3 separate regions of the Mus musculus genome follow, and regions 1 and 2 are each linked to region 3. A link is a contact called in public promoter capture Hi-C data. All regions are on one chromosome and are shown on one strand. The core of a region is the stretch at or near the end of the contact, and the rest is flanking DNA. Distances in the headings are between cores, read along the strand shown.

Region 1 (2,700 bases), core at 15-2,514, 4.0 Mb after region 3:
CTACATTGAGGGCTTGTTTGTTTAATAAAACTAAATTACTTGTTTTCATTATTTCAAAAATGAGAAGGCTCAAGATAAACGAGAACTTTTAGAAAGTTTTAAGTAAGTACATTATCAGAGAATGCACACACTATTTACACAAATAATTAACCCTAACTTTGGCCTGGAACGTTCATTTCAAAAAAGGCCTCTACTTGCTAATAGCTACTTAAAATAAACAAGAGTCTAATGCAATACAGATGGAAACACTAAAAATAAGACACTGTATTAGGTAAATCATTGCAGTGAAGGGGTAGATGCAGCCCTTCCCATCTAAGCAACAGAGAGGAGTGCTCATCACGTCTTCGTCAGGTCCGAGAAACGGAAAGCCCAAATTACATTTTGACCGTCTGTTTTCCTGCATTTTCTTTTCGTTCTTTAAAAAAACAAAAAACTCAGGTCTTACAAACACCCACATTCCCACCTGGTCAGGCTGCGACCTGAAAACCTAAGTAACTCTGAGATACTCTGAAAGGGGCTTTCCTTTCCTTTTATTCCCCCTGTCATTTGCCTGTCCCAGCTAAGCAACACCCAAGTCCAAGTTCAGTGGCCGGACCGGAACTCGCCTAGAAAGCACGGTGAAGTGGGGCAGGGAAGGGACGAAGGGTGTCTTCGCGGACGGCGCCTGGTCTTCACGTGCAAGTCGGCGTGCGACTCCCCGTGGGCTCGCCGGAGCCTTCCTGACAGCCCGGGGCCAAACTGCCAGGGATGCCTCCCTTGCCCAGCGGAGGCCAAGGGTCACCAGCACCCGGCCCCACCGGGACGCGAGGCTTCAGCCAGCGCCTCCCCCAACCTCACGGCTCGCGCCGCCCGCCCGCCCGCCCGGGAACCGCCGCCCCGCTTTACATAACTTGAAGGGCGAGGCGGGCAGCTGCAGGTGGCGGCGCCGGGCTGGCCAAGGACCGAAGCCACGAGAAACCGCGCCGCCGTCTCCCGCGACCCTGGAGCGGCGACCCCGTTACCTTTCCAAATGCCCAGGGAGAGCTGGGACTCGTCCAGGTTCACCACATAGTCTCCCAGGAACCGGTTCAACACTTCCACGACCACCGACTCGAATACCATTTTTTTTCCTCTCTGCCGCGGAGGGCACCGCGGCACTACCCGGGCTGCTCCTCCCTCGAGACGGCTCGGCTTACCGGCTCCCGGCCCGCTCCAGCTACGGTGCGGGTGCTGCCGGGTCCCCTCAACCCGACCGCGAGCCCCACAGAAGGAAGGTAGCCGCTCGCACCACGCGTGCGCAGCTCGGGCTGCGCGTGGGGGCGTGACCGACGCGGAACTGGAGGCGCGGCCGGGAGCGAGAGTGAAGGACGGCGGCTGCGCAGCCGCGGGCCCGCCCTTGCCCGCGAGCGGACCGCCGGGCCTCTCCCGCCGGCCGCGCCTCCTATCCGTCGCTTAGCAACAGAACACCAGTCGAGCGCTGGAGACCCCGCCCCGGAATGATTCTCCTTTTTACCCGCAGCGAACTTTCTCTAGGAGGCGGGGCGTGATGATAACCGACAGGAACGCCGCTTCCGAAAGAGAAAACTAAGATCGCGGGATCCAAAGAGTGGAGAGTGTACAGCTTGGTGCGAGGTTGCGGGAAGTTTCCTGAGGCAGTTTCCCAGGACGCTTTTCCCCCATTATTACCAGTTGTGAGGTTCGGCCAGCCTTGGTGCTTGGGTACTTCCTGACGTTCTCCCTTCTCCTGGCAAGGATGCGAACTGGCCCTTCAGTTGCCTTCCCTTACTTCCTCAGCTACTAATCTGTGCTGAGGAGGGGCGAGGGAGAGTAAAGTTGGGAGATAAATTCCAAGTTCTTAATGTGCAACTGCTCTTGGCACCTTTTTCCGGTCAAATCATTTATGTGAAAGCCGCCAGTCATGTTAAAGAGTAGCACGTTTGAGTCAGTCCGGAGACAGCAGAGAGCCTGCCAAGAACCAAGAAAGACACCTCTGAGCCTTAGTGGCCAAGCTAAAATAAGTAGTGTCTCCGCTCCACGCTTGGACTTAGAGAAAATTGGTCCCAAAGTCCTGAGGTCACAAGACAGAGGTGCAACTTACAGAACCGACATTAATCCTCTGAGGATTTCAGAGGCAGCAGTACACTTTCAACTTTCTCTTCGCAAGGCACATCCTGATTTGGCACTGAGTGTATTTTGTGCATAGTCATCAAGTATCTCAAATTTATTTCAGAAAAAAAAAAGAGCAAAAATAGTGTAAACTTTTTTAAGCTTTTAAAGAATATATTAGCATATATTTTACAAAATAATGGGTTTCATTATAACATCTTGATAAATGTGTATATTTTGGTCGTTTATTACCCATGACTCTTTCTTGTCCTATTGACTGATTCCTTCTTCCCAAATAGGACCCCTTCTGTTTTCATGGATTTTTCTATCAAGATTCTAAACCTTCATCCATGTTGGTTTTTTTTAATGAGTTTTTATTTAGCACAATTTTAAATTTCATTTGTGTGTGTGTATAAGTGTTTTCTACATCCGTACCTGGTACCCTCAGGAATAGCTCTCTGGTTATTGGCGTTACAGGAGGTTGTGAGCCTCCATGTGGGTGGGTGCTGGCAACGGAGTTCAGGTCCTCTGAAGCAAATGCTATTAGGCAGTGTCGTCTCTTGAGCCTATTCTAAAATTTGATCCCAGAGAAGATATAAAACACTGGACTGCTTC
Region 2 (2,959 bases), core at 85-2,584, 3.2 Mb after region 3:
TAATTTTTTTTTTTTGGCTTCTGGGCGGGTGTTCATGAATGACCATAGAAGCACCACAAAGACTTGGCTGGGAGTTACAAAAATTCAAATGAAAGGAACTTGTAAATACGTTATCTGCAAATAACCAGAGTCAACTGTTTTACAACGGGTTCGTCAAAAATAATAGTTCCAGTCGGGCAGTGGTGGCGCACGCCTTCAATCCCAGCACTCGAGAGGCAGAGGCAGGCCAGACTCTGAGTTCAAGGCCAGCCTGGTCTACAGAGTGAGTTCCAAGATAGCCAGGGCTACACAGAGAAACCCTGTCTCTCAAATAAATAAATAAATAAATAAATAAATAAATAAATAAATAAATAAATAAATAAATAAAAGAAACAAATAATAATAGTCCCTTGGGCTGGAGAGATGGCTCAATGGTTGGACATACTTGCTGCTCTTGCAAAGGATGCGAGTTCGGTTCCCAGCATCCATATGGTGGTTCACATATGGACTCCGACCTCTTACCCCCTTTTCTGTACTCCGCAGGCACTGCACACACATAGTGCACATACACACGCGAAGGCAAAACCCTCAAATATTTTTCTAAAAATCAAAAAAGACGTCCCTGATTATTTTTTTGTTATACATTTTTTTCTTTCCATCTTTAACCTTCTCCTTTTCTGTATTAAACTTGCAATTACGAATGAAGGGAGATTGTACATTTAAACCCCTAAAAGAAGAGAGGGCAGGGACCATTTGCTAAATTATCACGCATATTCCCCTCGGGGTGCAGAGTTGGTCATCCTCGCTGTAATAAGGGGCAGTGTCGAGTTCTACTCCCTAGCTTGACTACTCCAGACAACGGACCGAGGCGGCAACCTGCAAGGGAGGCGGCGGCAAAAACTCCTTTGTGGCTAGGTGGAGGCCGCTTCGCAGGCTGATCCTGCACCGGGCTCCCACTTCTCCGACCAAACCCTCGCACCTCCGGACCGCAGAACTGTTTCCCCGAGCCACGGCTGGAAGGAGCTCTTGATGGCCACCAGCGGCAGGTCGCGGTTCACCCTGAGCGTGCTGAGCAGCGGTGCCCAGTCCACCGCGCGCAGCCGGTCGGCATTGAAGTCCAGCACGCCGTCCCGCAGGCAGGCGCGCACGGCGGGCAGCGGCACGGAGTCCTGCAGCGCGCACAGGTACTCGTAGTGCGAGAAGAAGTCGGCCGCGCAGTCGCGCCGGAGCTTCACCGAGTCGATCATGACCGGCAACCCCGGGGACCTCCACCAGCCGCCCCGCGCCGCCTCCCGCCACGCCTCGGGCGGTTAGCGCCCGCTCTGGGAGCCGCCGCCGCCGTTCTAGTCACCGGCGAGCTCCCGCGGGCGACGTGCGCATGCGTCGGCGCGCTCGCTGTGCGTCAGAGCGCGGGCCACGCCCACCCGGGCTCGCTACGTCCAACGCGCCATCAGCTGGAGGCGAGTAGATGCTCTGCAGTGAGCGCGCCTCTGGGTACCAAAAGTGAGGTGCAATGGAGTGACGACCTGAGAACCGGGCTTGACCTGAGAACTGAGAAGCGGGTTTAGCCTCGAGAAGACTGTTAGAAGCGCTCAACTGTTTATGCTTCCTCACCGAGAGAAGTCACAAGAAGAATTTCCCAACACGTATGCAAACCAGGTGGCTTCCTTCCTCTCTTCTTTGGGTTAGGCAAAGCTAGAGTTTAGCTTAGTATCCTCCATTGATGGTGGATATTTCTCTCCCTCTCTATCTCTCTATGTGTTGTTTGAGACAACGTTTCTCTGTATAACAGTCCTGGCTGTCCTGGAACTCACTTTGTAGACTAGGTTGGCCTCGAACTCTTACTAGTTTTCAATGTTAGTACTCTAAATAAACTCGAAGACGACTCCTGTATCACAGAGAGACCATAATTTCATTACGGTTTTATTATTAATGATTTTAACAGAGTTAGTAACATTGAGCATAATAGCTATGGAAAGTGAACTTGGGATTCACTCAGCAGTGGTTAAGTTGAGCTATTTTATTCCCTATGTCATGTTATTTAGTTATGCATTAAAATGAATTACTTTGAGCAGAAACAAAGTGAACTCTGGGTAATAAATACATCAGTCTGTTTTATTCTTTTTAAGGATTTATTTATGGGTACGTGCCTGTATGCTATCTGTGTGCAAGTGTCCAGAGTGACCAGAAGAAGGCATCAGATCCTCTGGAACTGGTGTTACAGGTGGTAGTGAGCCAGTCAGTGTAGGTGCTGGGAACCAGACTCAGAGCCTCTGAAAGAAGAGCTGTCTCTAGCCACCATTTCAGTTACATTTGTAAAAGATTTGCTTATATTTTTATTCAGTGTGTGTGTGTGTGTGTGTGAGTGACACGTGTACACAGTGCTTAGGGATATCAGAAAGGGGCGTCAGATGCCTTGGACCTGAAGTTATAGGCATTTGAGACATTTGTGACCCACCCACCATAGGTGCTGGGAATGGAACCCAGTCCTCTGGAAGGGCAGTTAAGTGCACCTAAGTGCTAAGCCATTTCTCTGAAATACTTTAAAGCACATTTATAAATTCCTGAGGTATGAGTTTGATTTTCTGTTTATAAGGCATACTATATTCAAGAGACATTATGAATGACAGGCTAAATGTCCACAGTTAAGTCTTTTGTGTCCTCATTCACTTCTTTTAAAACATAAGTTTGTTGTTTTTAGTCTGTCATTGGTAACTGCGAAGTGTTCTCGTAAATGGAAGGCTCTATTCTGGCTTTTGTTTCTTTTGGATGGATGATGAAGATTGTGGCTAACACTGATAACTAGTACTTTTTATTTCTGTAGCATTGTTTATTTATTTTATTTTATTTTATTTTATTTTACTTTGATACAGTGTCTTGCTACGTAGCCTGGCCTCTTCTGGACTTCGTCATCTTCTTTCAGCTTCCTGAGTGCTGGGATTATAGGAAGGAGCCACTACATTCAGCCAGTCAGTTTAAA
Region 3 (2,883 bases), core at 317-2,816:
GGAGACTCCTTACACTTCGAAGATGCAAACGTCTTAAGTTAAAATCTACACAACAGTATGGAAAGATACAAAGTTTGGAAATCTGATTCAGAATTTTATATTAGCCATTAAATTTTAGACTTTTAAAGAAGTTCATTTTTCTTTCTTCTTTTCCTCCCAGCATCTGGCTCATTTGCCACACAGATAAGGCAAATGTTTTATAGTCTACCGAGTTTTGCGCTTTCAAAGGATTAGTGTCCTTTTCAGTTCTAAAACCCGACGGTATCAGTAGGAATGAATTTTCTAGCGCTGTTTGCAATGAGCACGTTTGGAACAGCACTGACATCCAATGGCTGCTTAAAGTAATACAAAAAGCGAGCCTCTTAAAAAAGGTTTTAGTAAAATGAATGACTTGTTCCTTTTAAAAGATGATCATTACAAAACTATCCCTTTATTCTATTCTTCTAGCCAGTTATTACTCCCTATTCCTGTTAGTCTCTTGGTAAACACTGGGACAAAACCCACTTCACAGGGCCATACTTATAGTTCTTTATATACTGCCTTTTCTAGGCAATTTTCTGTTAAATGCGTTTGTTGTTTGTTTGTTTCCTTTTGAGATGAACAAAGGCACAATAAGATAAAAATCTACCTCTCTCACCTTTTTGGAGAAATTGTGAACTGAGCAGGAATTGTAATTCAGATTCTGGAAGCTTAGTACCCAGTATCTTAAATCTTCTCAATTGATTCTTCCTTATTCTGTAGACGTTTGAATGTTGAATAACTGGATAAACCAGGATCAGAGAATTCAAAAGTGAACCCACTTCTCTTCAACTTTAAAGAATCTATAATCTGGGCCAGTGAGATTGCTTAGCAGATAAAGGCACTTTGCTGAAAAGTCTGATGAATTTCATCTGTGGGACCCCAGTGGTACAAGGAGAGCGCTTTCTTACTCTTACAACTTATGAATGCCTACATGAGCACACACACACACACAATTATTAAAACGTCTGTTTTAAAAAATCACAGTTTGTATGGGAAGTGAGGTCAGCTGTACTAAGTAAGTACAAATAGTGAAATGAAGTTGATGCTATTTAATCAGAAATTTTAAGAAAGGACCTGTACTTCCATGGTCTTCTAGTTTTATAGGAAAAGGAGGAGGAAGAGAAGGAAAGAAAAGGAAGGAGACAGAAAATAGCCTGCAGTGGGCAATGGGAAACTTAAACTTGGAAAACTCTTTAAGTATAAGCCTAAAATTTCTATGTGTGTTCAAGATAAGCCCTTGAATACAGTAGGTGTTTAAATTAAAAAAAGAATTAACTTTCAATTTTTATAGCCACCTTGGCCAATGTAGCATCAAAACTTCAATCTTGCACAACCTGCCTTTTTCTGTTAGCACAATTAAAACAACAAACAAACATATAAAACCCCCCCCCAAAAAAAAAACAAACCAAAAAACAAAACAAAACAAAACAAAAAAAAAACCCTGAGCTACTAGAAAAGAAAAAGTATTCAGCAAATCAAAAGTGAGGAAGTGCTAAGCAAATACAGGAACCAAAAGGGGTCACAGAGGCTGCTTCGCACTGTCTCATTCAGTTCCGTTGTGGTCCTCTTCTTCACCACATGCCAACAAAGTTCTTCACAATCTTCGAGACTAGAGCATCGCAGGTATAGGACAATGGAAGAGCTGGGTGAGTGAAGGGGCCTTTGGAGAAGATGCTCTAAGGAAGTGGGGGCCTGGCTGCCATCCATCCCCATCTGTAATGATGAAGTGTGGTCTAGTCAAACTGAGGATAGGACTGAAAGATTTTTGTTTTCACTTCTGTCCTCAATTCAAACAAGAGTGAGGCAGGAGGAACTATCATTGTTGGGGGAGCTATGGGGTTGCTGTTTGCAGCGGCACAGTTGGCAGAGCGTTGAGACCAGACAGCCAAAGAAACAGAAGGAATTGTAATTGAAAGTGCCTTTTCCCTTGGCAGCTACTGGAGGTCATAGGGCAGCTCTACAGCTTGGAGATATGATACTGGAAGAAAAAAAAAAAAGGATGGGAAAGGAAGAAGACATTAAATGAAGGAAGGGAAGGAGAGAAGAAAGAAAAGGAAACCAGGAGAAAGGGAGGATAGTGCAAGGACAGTGAAATGACCGAGCAGTGTAAAGGGTCTGTAGAGATTGCAAAAGGGCCAGAGTGCTTTCATTTCTCTGTAGTTTACTGTTAGACTACAGGTAGACCATCACTGTAGTAGGTTTTGTTGCTTTTTATTTAGAGAAATCTTGAAGGAGCAGATTGCTTCTCAAGAAAAACAGTCCATCCTTTCACTCTGAGGTAATGAAAACGTCAGTAGAAGTGCCGCTGGGCTACTGTGTCCAGAGAAACCTAGGTCAAAAAGCCTGGAGCTGTAAAGTCTGTCTCCTTGGGGCTCATTTCATATACCTTGGCAACTTTTTATCATCTACATACCTCCCTGTCTGCCTGCCTGCCCATCTGTCCTTCCATCCATCCATCCATCCATCCATCCATCCATCCATCCATCTATCTGTATCACCTATTTATTTTTGTTATCGCTACACAAAGTTACTTTTACCCACTTTTCAAGCTGTATTAATTCCACATTGTGTTTGTAGCTATGCAAAAACTTCCAACAATAATAAGATGCAAAGCTTGTACATTGTCATTAAAAATAATTATTGGGGTTGTGTTTTAAGAACTGGAGAAACAGAGGAACAAAGAAGAGAATAGAAATTATTGAGGGAAAAAAGGGTGTTTTAAATAAATCCTTAACTGTTTTGTCAGTAAAATGTAGTTCAATATTGTGGTTAATGCTGTATCTTGGACTTTGGTATAGAATCCAGATTCTTTTCTATATAATATTGATTATTTATTCTTTGAGAATTTGATGAATGCATATC

What was found. Promoter capture Hi-C pulls out the DNA fragments that hold promoters and counts their contacts.
Region 1: a promoter capture Hi-C map of pre-B cells shows a contact between it and region 3, with 2.6 times the contacts expected there. A contact is called at or near these places in 3 of 39 promoter capture datasets (cranial neural crest, liver and pre-B cells).
Region 2: a promoter capture Hi-C map of pre-B cells shows a contact between it and region 3. A contact is called at or near these places in 2 of 39 promoter capture datasets (pre-B cells and second pharyngeal arch cranial neural crest).

The regions. Positions count from the first base shown.
Region 1 is chr19:16,779,669-16,782,368 of GRCm38.p6, forward strand. It overlaps Vps13a (vacuolar protein sorting 13A), which reads right to left and starts at 1,265. Exons shown (of 72, transcript NM_173028.4): 1 at 1,002-1,265. The coding sequence starts at 1,101.
Region 2 is chr19:15,983,655-15,986,613 of GRCm38.p6, forward strand. Cep78 (centrosomal protein 78) reads right to left here and starts at 1,335. Exons shown (of 15, transcript NM_198019.2): 1 at 959-1,335. The coding sequence starts at 1,226. It overlaps C130060C02Rik (RIKEN cDNA C130060C02 gene), which reads left to right and starts at 1,421. Exons shown (of 3, transcript NR_045355.1): 1 at 1,421-1,638; 2 at 2,853-2,959.
Region 3 is chr19:12,797,013-12,799,895 of GRCm38.p6, forward strand. Lpxn (leupaxin) reads left to right here and starts at 1,567. Exons shown (of 9, transcript NM_134152.4): 1 at 1,567-1,667. The coding sequence starts at 1,655.